Regions from separate parts of the Mus musculus genome. Here region 2 is linked to region 1. The links are chromatin contacts, called in public Hi-C maps. All regions are on one chromosome and are shown on one strand. Each heading gives the region's core, a stretch centred on a gene start, on an enhancer-like site or on the middle of the called end of the contact. The rest is flanking DNA. Distances are from core to core; before and after follow the strand shown. Region 1 has its middle 230 kb from the start of Gpr37. Region 2 holds the start of Gpr37 (G protein-coupled receptor 37).

Region 1 (4,974 bases), core at 938-3,437:
ATCATCCTTTAGTGAGGTAACAGATCCAAGAGAACATTCATGGTATGTACTCACTAATAAGTGGATATTAGTCAAAAAGTACACAATACTTAGGATACAATCCACAGAATTCAAGAAGGCTAACAAGCTGAAAGGCCCAAGTGATGTTGCTTCAATCCCATGGGAAGGAGAAGAAAACAATTACAGAAGGCAGAAAGAGGGAGGGATCTGAGTGGGAGAGAGGAGGGAGAGAGGAAAAGGGGAACATGATCAGGTATGAGGGAGGAGAGACAGGAGAAAATCCCTGAGGACCAGCAGAATGAATAGAAATATGCAACCTTGGGGCTTGGAAGGTGGGAGAACCCTCTAGAAAGTACCAGAGACCTGTGAGATGAGAGACTCTTAGGACTCAAAGAGAGTGGCCTTAGATGAAATACCCAATAGTGGGGATAAGGAACTTGTAGAGTCCACCTGCAGTAGAAAGACAGGGCATCAAATGAAGGGATGGGGTTACCATCCACAGTCAAAAACTCTGACCCAGAATTGTTGCTGTCTAAAAGAACTGCAGGGACAAAAATGGAGAAGAGACTGAGGGGAAGGAGGTGACTGGCCCAACTTGGGATCTATCAAAGGGATCCAAGGCCTGACACTATTACTGATGCTATGGTATGCAGAGGTCCAATAAGCAGCTGACTGAGACAGATGCATATTACACTAAACCAATGGACTGAAGTCGGGGACCCCTGTGGTTGAATTAGGGAAAGGCTGGAAGAAGCTGAGGAGGAATGCAACCCCATAGGAAGACCAGCAGTCTCAACTAACCAGGACCCCCGAGTAATAAAGAAAAAAGAATGATGAATAAATAAGTAAAGTGTAGTTAATTAGTGCACATTTATTATGCTCTGTAGCCCACAGATGAGTAAGTCTTGTTATCTAGGGCAGTGTACATAAATCCTGAGGATTTATGAGTGCTAAAGTTAAGTGAGGGAGAAAGACTGCATCACCTCACTTATATGTGAAATGTGAAAAAGTTTAGCACAGAAGCAGTCAGGTAAGAACTGCCAAGGGATTGGTGCATGGAAAATGGGACAGTGGCCTAAGTGTGAGAACTCCTCACAACACTTTCCAGAATAGAGAATACATTTAATACTACTGTATTGCAGACTTCTAAAAACCTAGATAGATACTATGTCCTCACTTCCATAGGGTTGTCATTAATGTTATGTTCTGTACTTAATACTTAATTTAAAAATAATGTACTGAATTTATTTTATGCACTCAATGTTAAGTTAATATTAAATAATAATAAATGAATGACAATAATAAATAATAGAATTTATTAAATAATGTAATGTCATCATATTTACATTGGCCACATACATGCACTTGTAATGATTGCATCTAATTAAGAGTTCCTAATGAATTTGACTTATGTTATGGTTCTAGTGGTGGATCCTATTGCATGCTACATACATGTTCTATGATGGAGCTACAATGTTGATGTCAGTCTTTATATCTATTTAATTTTTTTACTCCTTATACAGTTTGGCATGCATGCAGCTCTTTCCATAAAGCATGCACTCACTCTAAATGCATTTACTGACAATTCCAAAGCCATTCTCCTTTTAAAAGATGTCTCACCTTCATTTTGGTGCACATATAATTCCACAGCTCACAATAAGGATGTTCTGTGCTAGTGCACAGAAGGCAGGACTGTGGAGTTGAACACTGTTTCCCTCCCTGAACTGCAAAGCAACAGCAATGAAAGGTATCCTTGCTCAGGAGAGAGGGAGCTACTTTCAAACACTGATACCAAAATTCAAAGTAACTGCTTTGAGCAAATTGATTTTTTAACGATTTTTTAAAATTACTCATTAATGAACAAGAGCCTTATGTTATGAGCTACTTTGTGTCACCTAATGGGAATACAAAGAACACATTTTTGGGCGGTAGGCATTGTGTGACCATCCCACAAAAATAGGGCCATGAAGAACAAATGGGTATAGCAAACTTCTTTATCATAACATGAACAATAGGACATAGATAAGAAGTGGATCTCAAAGACCTAGTTCTTTCTTGTGGCTTTACACCTAATTACTGATATATCCCCAGAAGTACGGTTGTTTTCAAGGGAGGTTGTTTTCTTGGGGGTGTGATGAGATGTCACTGCCTATAACAAAAGGCAGTATTGTCTCTGTGTATCTGACTCACTGTTCTTCGGATGATGAGAGAATCTACGATGTCATCAACCCTTTGCCAATTAGAGATGCCAGTACAGTGAGACTGAATTATTAGGCACCAACATTTCACGTTTGATTTAAATGAGTTAAGTAAAAGTTCATCTTTGTTTATTTGAAGATTATGTAAAAAAATATAAGTGAAAATTATTCTCTGTTTACTTTTGGTTGTGTTTAGGTTTTAGTGCCATAGAAATTCTATTTTCATATTTTAAACCCCTCAATGCAACTTTATAAATATCTGCTTGCTCCTCATAAACAGAACAGGTATGATAGCATCAGTTCGTGGTTCCTGACTGTCCCTCTGTGTCTTGCATAGACAAGAGGAAAGGAAACAGAAAAGGAGAAGGCAACTATTTCCACCCCTGACAGATGGAGCCAGATTTCCAGACATCTAAGACTCTCCCAAACATTTTAAGACTCACTTTATTGAATTTTTGATAAAGTCAAATTTTTCACATGGGGTAAAGTTTCAATTAAATGACTAAAATAGTAAAGGGAACCAGATGTGCTGAAGGATTGTTTGCTGGATAAAAAGATGGAGATTCTGAAGAGGCTCTTTTCTGCACTGTATAATTGTAAGTTGCCCCCCCCCCAGCACTCGGAAAAAATGTCAGAAATACCTTGAGTTGCCTGTGTATATCAAAGGTCAGAGGTGAGATTAGAAAGAGTAGACATAAGGAGACTTTCAAAATCACCTTCTCACTCACTTATTACTGATATATTATTCATGGCACTTCTACTGCATACTCCAACTGGAACAAGTTCTTGGGACACAAAGATAAAGGTGCTATGGACCTTAACATGAAAGAGCATCTGGTCTATGAGAGTGACAGGCTCGAAGACATAAGCTATAGCATGTCAAGGGGCCTCTGAGAAAACCAATTTCATGTCACGCATATCAGAAAAATGAAAACTAGAGTCACAAGGCGATACTGTCTGAATTCAGAAAGGATATTATTTTAAAAGAAAGGAAGGAAGGAAAGGAAGAAAAAGAAAAAGAAAAAGAAAAAGAAAAAGGCTGGATGTGGTGATATATGCCTATGACCATAACACATGAGAGGCTGAAGCAGGGAGATCAAGGGCTCAAGGCCAAACTTAGCTACATAGAGAGTTTTAACTCAGCCTGGGCTATATAAAATCCTATCCTGAAAAGTAAAAATACAAAAGGCTACAAAAATTGATGAGAGTTGATGTGAAAACATAATCCTCATATTCTGTAAACTGCTAAATTGAATGAAATAGTATGGTTAGCCTTCAACTATCTGAAAATATCAATCACACTACTAGAAAAATTTATAGAGAGAATGGAATTATTGTATCAAACTAAAATGTGAAGTTTATATTTATTACAACACTATCATTACAACCACTTTATAGAGTCTACTATAGTGGTCATCAAAGAATGAGTGGAATGTGTGGTGTGTGTATGTCTGTGTGTGTGTATAATATAGTTTGTCTATGGAAAATAACACAATTTTGTCTTCTATAGCAACGTGCATGGAACTAGAGTACACCGTGTCAAGTGAAATAAGCCAGAAACAAATAACACACCTTGTCATTCACATGTCAAAGCTCCAAATTGAACTTATGAAAGTCAGGAATAAAATAGTAGTTGCTAGAAAGTACGAAAGGACTGGAGACAGTGTCATAATGGTTAATGCATACAAAAACTAAATCAGTTCTATTTCTTTTAATATCAGAGGGTAATTCTAACAACCTTTATTCTTTATTCAAAATAACTGGAAGACTCCAAGGGGTTCCAACATCTATCTGTGATAAACACTTTCCAAGGCAGAAAAGCTTATTATTATGATTGAATCTTTAAGATTATATTCATGCATGACATCATCTGTACCATATATTACATATGTAATATAGTAGGTACAAATATTAGTAGCCATCATTCAGAAGAACAGGCTCTGTGCCTCACCCCACAGATAATGAGTGGCAGGGTGAACTCTCCCACACTCACACCCTAGAGACTGGCTCACCCACACAACAACCAGCACCAGCTCCACTGTGCTGAATGATGCTGCTGGTAAAAGATGGGGCTATCTCTCCAGAATGTCCCAGCCAGTGAGGGGCAGGGCCAGTTCTACACATCCCCTGGATATCCACATGGTCCTGGCAGCTGCCCTGATCAAGGAGATCCCAGTGCTCTCTAGTGGTAACATGAGCTATAGACATCAGCAATGTCCCCTGACTCTCCTAATAGTTATGGATGCAGGATAGCCCTTGGTGTCAGCTCAGGTTGGGGCTTTACCCAGGCCTCAGGTAGCAGGGCTGGCCACTTACAACAGGCTACCTCTCTCCACCCTCAAGTAGCTACATGATGCTCAAGCTGTACCACTTCTCTTTGTCTCCCATCTGGCTATAGCATACTCGCACATTGTGATGGCTCTAGCCACAGCTTGGGCATGTGGCTAGTGGGACCCGGGGTGACATTCTCCATCCACACTGCATGGCTTAGTGGCATGTAGGTGTCTATGGTCACCTGTGCTGTGTGCCCTAGGGCAGATCTGTGGGTGCCATGGTGCTTCGAAGATCTCTCTGTCTTTTTCCGATGTGCTGTTCTGCTTGAATTTGATTTGGTCACTCCTCTGCTCTGAGGTGGCCTTGGATGGGGGATTTGCCCCCTCATACCTCTCCCTTTAAGTCAGTCATGAGAGCAAGTAGGTGAGCCGGCATTACCCCTCACCAGCTGCAGCACTCTGGTGAACAGGGGACCCTAGGTATAGTAGAGCTGGCCATCGTA
Region 2 (5,044 bases), core at 2,226-4,725, 230 kb before region 1:
TCCAAGTGATAATTGTTTGCTAAGAACATAGAAAATTTAGAACTACAAATTGTCAAAATCAAAAGAAGACCATTGAATTTTAGATGATAATCTATTGGCAACATGTTAAAAGTTTTCCTGTGAAAAAGATGTTTTTTTTTTTTAATTATTTGAAGGACAGGAAAGAAAAATTACTTGAGAAATGAATTGCCCACTGCATAGTTTTTCTCCAGTTCAATGATATATCTTAAAACTTGAACTAGTAATACACTTTAATATGTCTCATTTCAGGACACCAAACAGTAAATGGAGTGTAATGAATTTTGGCCTAGTCGGTAAAAGAGGCCCCTTGGTATTGCAAACTTTATATGCCCCAGTACAGGGGAATGCCAGGGCCAAGAAGTGGGAGTGGGTGGGTAGGGGAGCAGGGCGGGGGGAGGGTATAGGGAACTTTCAGGCTAGCATTTGAAATGTGAATAAAGAAAATATCTAATAAAAAAATTTTAGATTTTTTTAAAACAAGAAATACTGAGACATGTAATAATTTACATGTACTCCTTAATTTTAATAAAAATCAATGGTATGTAATAAAGAGCTCCTGATATGCTGACATAGAAGATAGCTGTGACCACACCAGTCCTTCATGCACACATAAATGACCTCAGACTTAATTCAGACACTGAGCAGCTAACTTCTTGATATTTATTTCTAAAGTAGAAACTACAGAAATAGATGAGCTGTGACTATTCCTATTTTTAAAATTATAGCAACAGCTGAGAGAAGCTTTGGGAAAGCATTTGAAAGGCATTTGTTTTACTTCTTTTTAAATGTATTCTAAACTTTCTTAGAAAATAAACTCATTAATTCAGATTTTTATTTATCATAGGCATTACCCACTAAGGCTTATATATTCTTAATGGTGCTTAAAATTTGCTAAGAATTACAAATAGTTGGACTAGTAATGACATTGAATATTTACATTTTATATAGTTCTTTCTCATTCATTTAATCAACATATTAAGTCATGTGAGCGGATCTGAAAGCAGCCTTTTGTATCCTTGTATTTCAGAAGAAAAATTATATTTTTCTGAAAGCTAAATAACTGATATTCTGCCTGGCTCAAAGAGTTCCTGTGTGTGTGTGTGTGTGTTTCATGGTCACTGTGAAACTTAAGGAGTTAGGGCATGCTATCCATCCAAACAGGAAGGCATCATTATTCAGGTGGAGGAGGGGATACTTAGGAAAATGAAGGCAGCATTCAGATACACATAGGCAGCCCTTCAGTGTTTTCACAATCTACATAAGCATAAGCTGTCTACTTGGGAGCTGTGTTCTGCCACCTTAAAGATGCCAACTGGGGCTTCTAAGAAGGACTTAAAGGGATTTTTCCCCTATAGTTCAGCCTCTTTTCCTTGCTGAGTACCATTAAAATTAGTGGCTCATTTAAGTGATCCAGAGTAGGAAGAGTAGAAAATTGTTTACATATATAGCCCAGTCTTTAAGGTACTTTGAAAGAGAAAACAGCATCACAGACTTTATTTTGGTGTCTTGTTTTTCTGTTCCATAGTTAACCTAGCTCTTGTTTTGGATTTTTTTTAAGAAAGAAAATAATTAATTAAAATTATTATATATAATTAAGTACATATAATATATAAATATATAATATATAACTACATAATACAATTATATATGATAACAAAATTTGATTACAATAGAAGATTCTTCACATAACATTTCCATTCACCAACTTTTGAATAGACTACTAATCCAAATAGCATGTGTCCTTTCTATCCATATATCGACACAGCTCAAATGGCAGTGCAGTATAATGAACCCACTGTTTATTTTTACATTTGTGCTTTCAGGATCTGTCTGGTTGACATGACATACATACAACTAGTTTGTACTGTTTACATACACCAGAGTGGGAATTTTTATTCCTAACTTTGATGTCCTTTACATTATTTCCATGTGATTCTGGTTGCTCTTGCTCTTAGAAATAAGTTCAAAGATTCCTTGTAAGACACAAGGGCTTCACAAGGGTTATTCTTGATCTTATGTTTTGAACGCACAGGATATAAATCTGCAGTATTTTGAGGTATTGACAAATACCGTTGCAAATGGGATTTTCTTCTCTTTTCATTTTTTCTACTTTAAAAGAAGAGTAATTTTATCTGTTTCCATTTTCAGTCATCCAACAAGCTGGTGCTGAACACTACCTCCCTGTGACATGTCATTTGACACTTAACCTTTGGTGAAATCCCGTATTTTAATTTTTGTCTAACTTTTTCCAAAATAGTTTTTTGTTTTTTTTGACCCTTGTCAGTTTTGTTGTTATGTCTGGTGTCTGTGCATCTGCCCATTTGAACCTCAACACAAGAAAAAAAATTATAAAGATTTTCATAGTCTACTACCCTCTCATCTCTCTCTACCTTTTTCTTCTTGGGTCCCTTGTGTGTGCACAAATTTATAACCCGTGACACTCTTTTCATCTCCAGATATTTAAGTAAGTCTCACTGTAGAGTTCCTTTTGCTATGTAAACACATATTCACAAATGACAGTGCTTAGGACGTAGATAGTTTGAGGCTCTTTACTGCAATTGTATTTTTACTGTATTTTCTATTGTGCCCTTAGATAATTCTTCTGTTGTTGCCTTTGTCTCTATCTCACATGTTTATTTCTTCCCCTTTTAAAAATTTGGTCCGATATTTGTCTGTTTTCTCAGCTATACCAAGATTGCTACACGGGGTTGTGTGTATATAAAAATTGGAAAGGCATGGGCATCGTGATGGGAGTTCGGTCCTCCTCAGTTCTCAGTTCTGAACATATCAAGGTTGCTGCGTTCCTCCTGCTCCCTGTGATCAGCTCTAACTCCACCTCCTGGTAGGATGCTTTCAAAGTCAATGTTAAAGGTAACGGGACACCTGGATCCTTCTTACCTTACAATCTACTCTCTTACCGAGTGAATGAAACCAATGAAGTCTGTTTCTTTTCTGACTCTGCTCTGGGGAATCTAAGACTGTGAATGTGTCACTATTCCCTGGGGAGTCTGAAGCCTGAGCATGCGCACCAGTTGCTACCAATTGTTGCAGATCTCAAGAGGCTTGCCCTTTCTACCTTCTCCTCCAGGGATCCCCGCCTGCACCGGGGGTCCTGAGATCCAACCCCCTCCTTAGTGGTGACAGATTAGGTCGGGTTGGTTGGACTATCTAGGGCAATAACCCATGGAGTTCACGTCCTCCTTGCCTTTAGCCGTGCAGATTCGGCGCCTCCGCCCTTGTTCCCGGGTCGCTCCTAGCTTCCTATTGAAAGCTACTGCGAACGCCTTGAATGAAACGTGTGTGGGTTTAGTGTGTGGTAAAACCACCAGGGGATCCCGTCTCTCCACAAACCAGATGCTCTGCTAGAAGGAGGACGAGAGGGAGGCGACCTGGAGTGAAGCCCGCGCAGTGGCTGAGCCGCTGGGAGAGGCCGGGCCACCTCCCCTGTCCACCATGCACCGCTCCGCCCGCCAGCAGCGGTTCCAGGCACCACGCTCTCCACCCGGGTTGCGATGGTGGTGGCAGTGACAAGCTCCTGCAGCCCACAGCACTGTGCACAAAACAGCAGCGCCCTCTCCTCCCTCTCGCTCCACTCCACGCCTTCTCAGCCCGTGCACTAGGCGCAGCCGCTGGCGCCATCCACTTGTCAACTTTGAACTGAAGGAGCAGCAACTTTGACAGTGGCCGCGGGTTTCGAATCTGGCTTCTCCTTGGCAACAGTCCCTTTGAAAGTCGTCGGAGTTAAACGAAGCAAGAGTTTCCTCTGTGCTCCGGTGGTGCCTTGTTTGCAAGGGTCCCCACCCCCCACCCCCCCGCCAGCCGAGAGTGGGATTGTGACAGCCAGTCCCCTAGTGGAGCGGACTTGTTTTTCTTTTTCTCTAGAGACCTCTACTAGCGACTGGATAAAGCAGTATGGAAAGGATGTAAATAGCAGAGCAACTGTTACCAAGAAGACAGCCACCACCCAAAGGCTGGGAGGAGCGCGGGGCTTCCTCCAGGCTGCGCCCAGTCGCAACATTAGGGAACAATCAGGTGGTGTTCGCAACTTTTCAAGGTCAGCCTCTTGGATCTGTTATTTCCCTGGGAACCTTCGGGTGCACCGAGCTTGGATTAGATTTGGCTGGGAAATGCTCAGAACATGAAACGTGGAAGGATTGTAGGGATGTGTTGATGACACCGTCCTTCCCCAAGCGCCCTGTTCCCTCCCAGCAATCTTCTGCTCCCATCCTCTACCCAGCGGTGAGTATGTGACATGTGCCTAACTCTCTGCACCAAGTTTGGCAGCAGGTGTCGGTGCTAAGCTAGAGCCAGGCTAGTAGGTGCGCCCTCGCCGAGCCATGCCAGCCCGGGGCGCGCCTCTCTCGCGCACATCGCGGCTGCTGCTCCTTCTGCTGTTTAAGGTTTCTGTCTCTGCTGCCCTGAGCTTTGTCCCTGAGCCCAGGAATGGAACTTGTCTGGGGGAGAGCTGTTCCCCACTGATCCAACGCCGCAGCAGGGATGCCCGTGGACCTGGGAATTCGGCAAAAGACGCTCTGCGAGTCCATGTGCCCAGAGAGAAACTGGAAGCAGAGGTGAGAGGGGCGACCTCTTGGGACCTCCCACCACCCAGGGGCGGTGACACAGGTGTGATTGAAGAAGCGGCGGCTGCTGGGCCCTTGGGACCTCCAACCAAGCCACCAAGTGCCTGGAGATGGAAAAGTGCCCAGGGTAAAGAACCATCCGGGCATTTGAGGAGAAGGGACCCCACGGATCCCCAACTCTTCTTTCCGACATCGGAGGGGGGAGAGATGAGTTCCAAGCGCGATGGGATTCCCCAGAGCAGGCAGGAGCACAGTGTGAAAACGGAACCCAGAGATCTTTTTTACTGGCCACGAAGAACTGGACAACTCCAGGATTCCCAACACAGGCCTTCAGCAGTACACGAAGGAAGGACCCTTGCTCCTCCAGGCAGGGCACTACCGCAAAACGGGTCTGCAGATGACTGGGTTCCTGACCAAGGGGGTCCACGCCGTGGAAACACCAC

What was found. Hi-C and Micro-C count contacts between places; a contact is called where the count stands out from the background.
Region 2: a contact with region 1 is called in a Hi-C map of cortical glia, with 4 times the contacts expected there. The contact joins the promoter of Gpr37 here to the enhancer-like site in region 1. A contact is called at or near these places in 1 of 39 promoter capture datasets (hippocampal neurons), 3 of 484 Hi-C or Micro-C datasets (Sertoli cells, brain and cortical glia) and 1 of 115 datasets of contacts at active chromatin or transcription factors (neural progenitor cells).

What each region holds. Positions count from the first base shown.
Region 1 is chr6:25,460,419-25,465,392 of GRCm38.p6, reverse strand. No RefSeq gene overlaps it. Among named protein-coding and RNA genes, the nearest start is that of Gpr37, 230 kb to the left of the region's middle. Within about 2 kb of position 2,187, at least 10 of the 459 cell types and tissues checked have an H3K27ac peak or open chromatin away from gene starts, as enhancers often do. A contact at or near this core is called in cortical glia, where this site is marked.
Region 2 is chr6:25,688,411-25,693,454 of GRCm38.p6, reverse strand. It overlaps Gpr37 (G protein-coupled receptor 37), which reads left to right and starts at 3,475. Exons shown (of 2, transcript NM_010338.2): 1 at 3,475-5,044. The coding sequence starts at 4,359.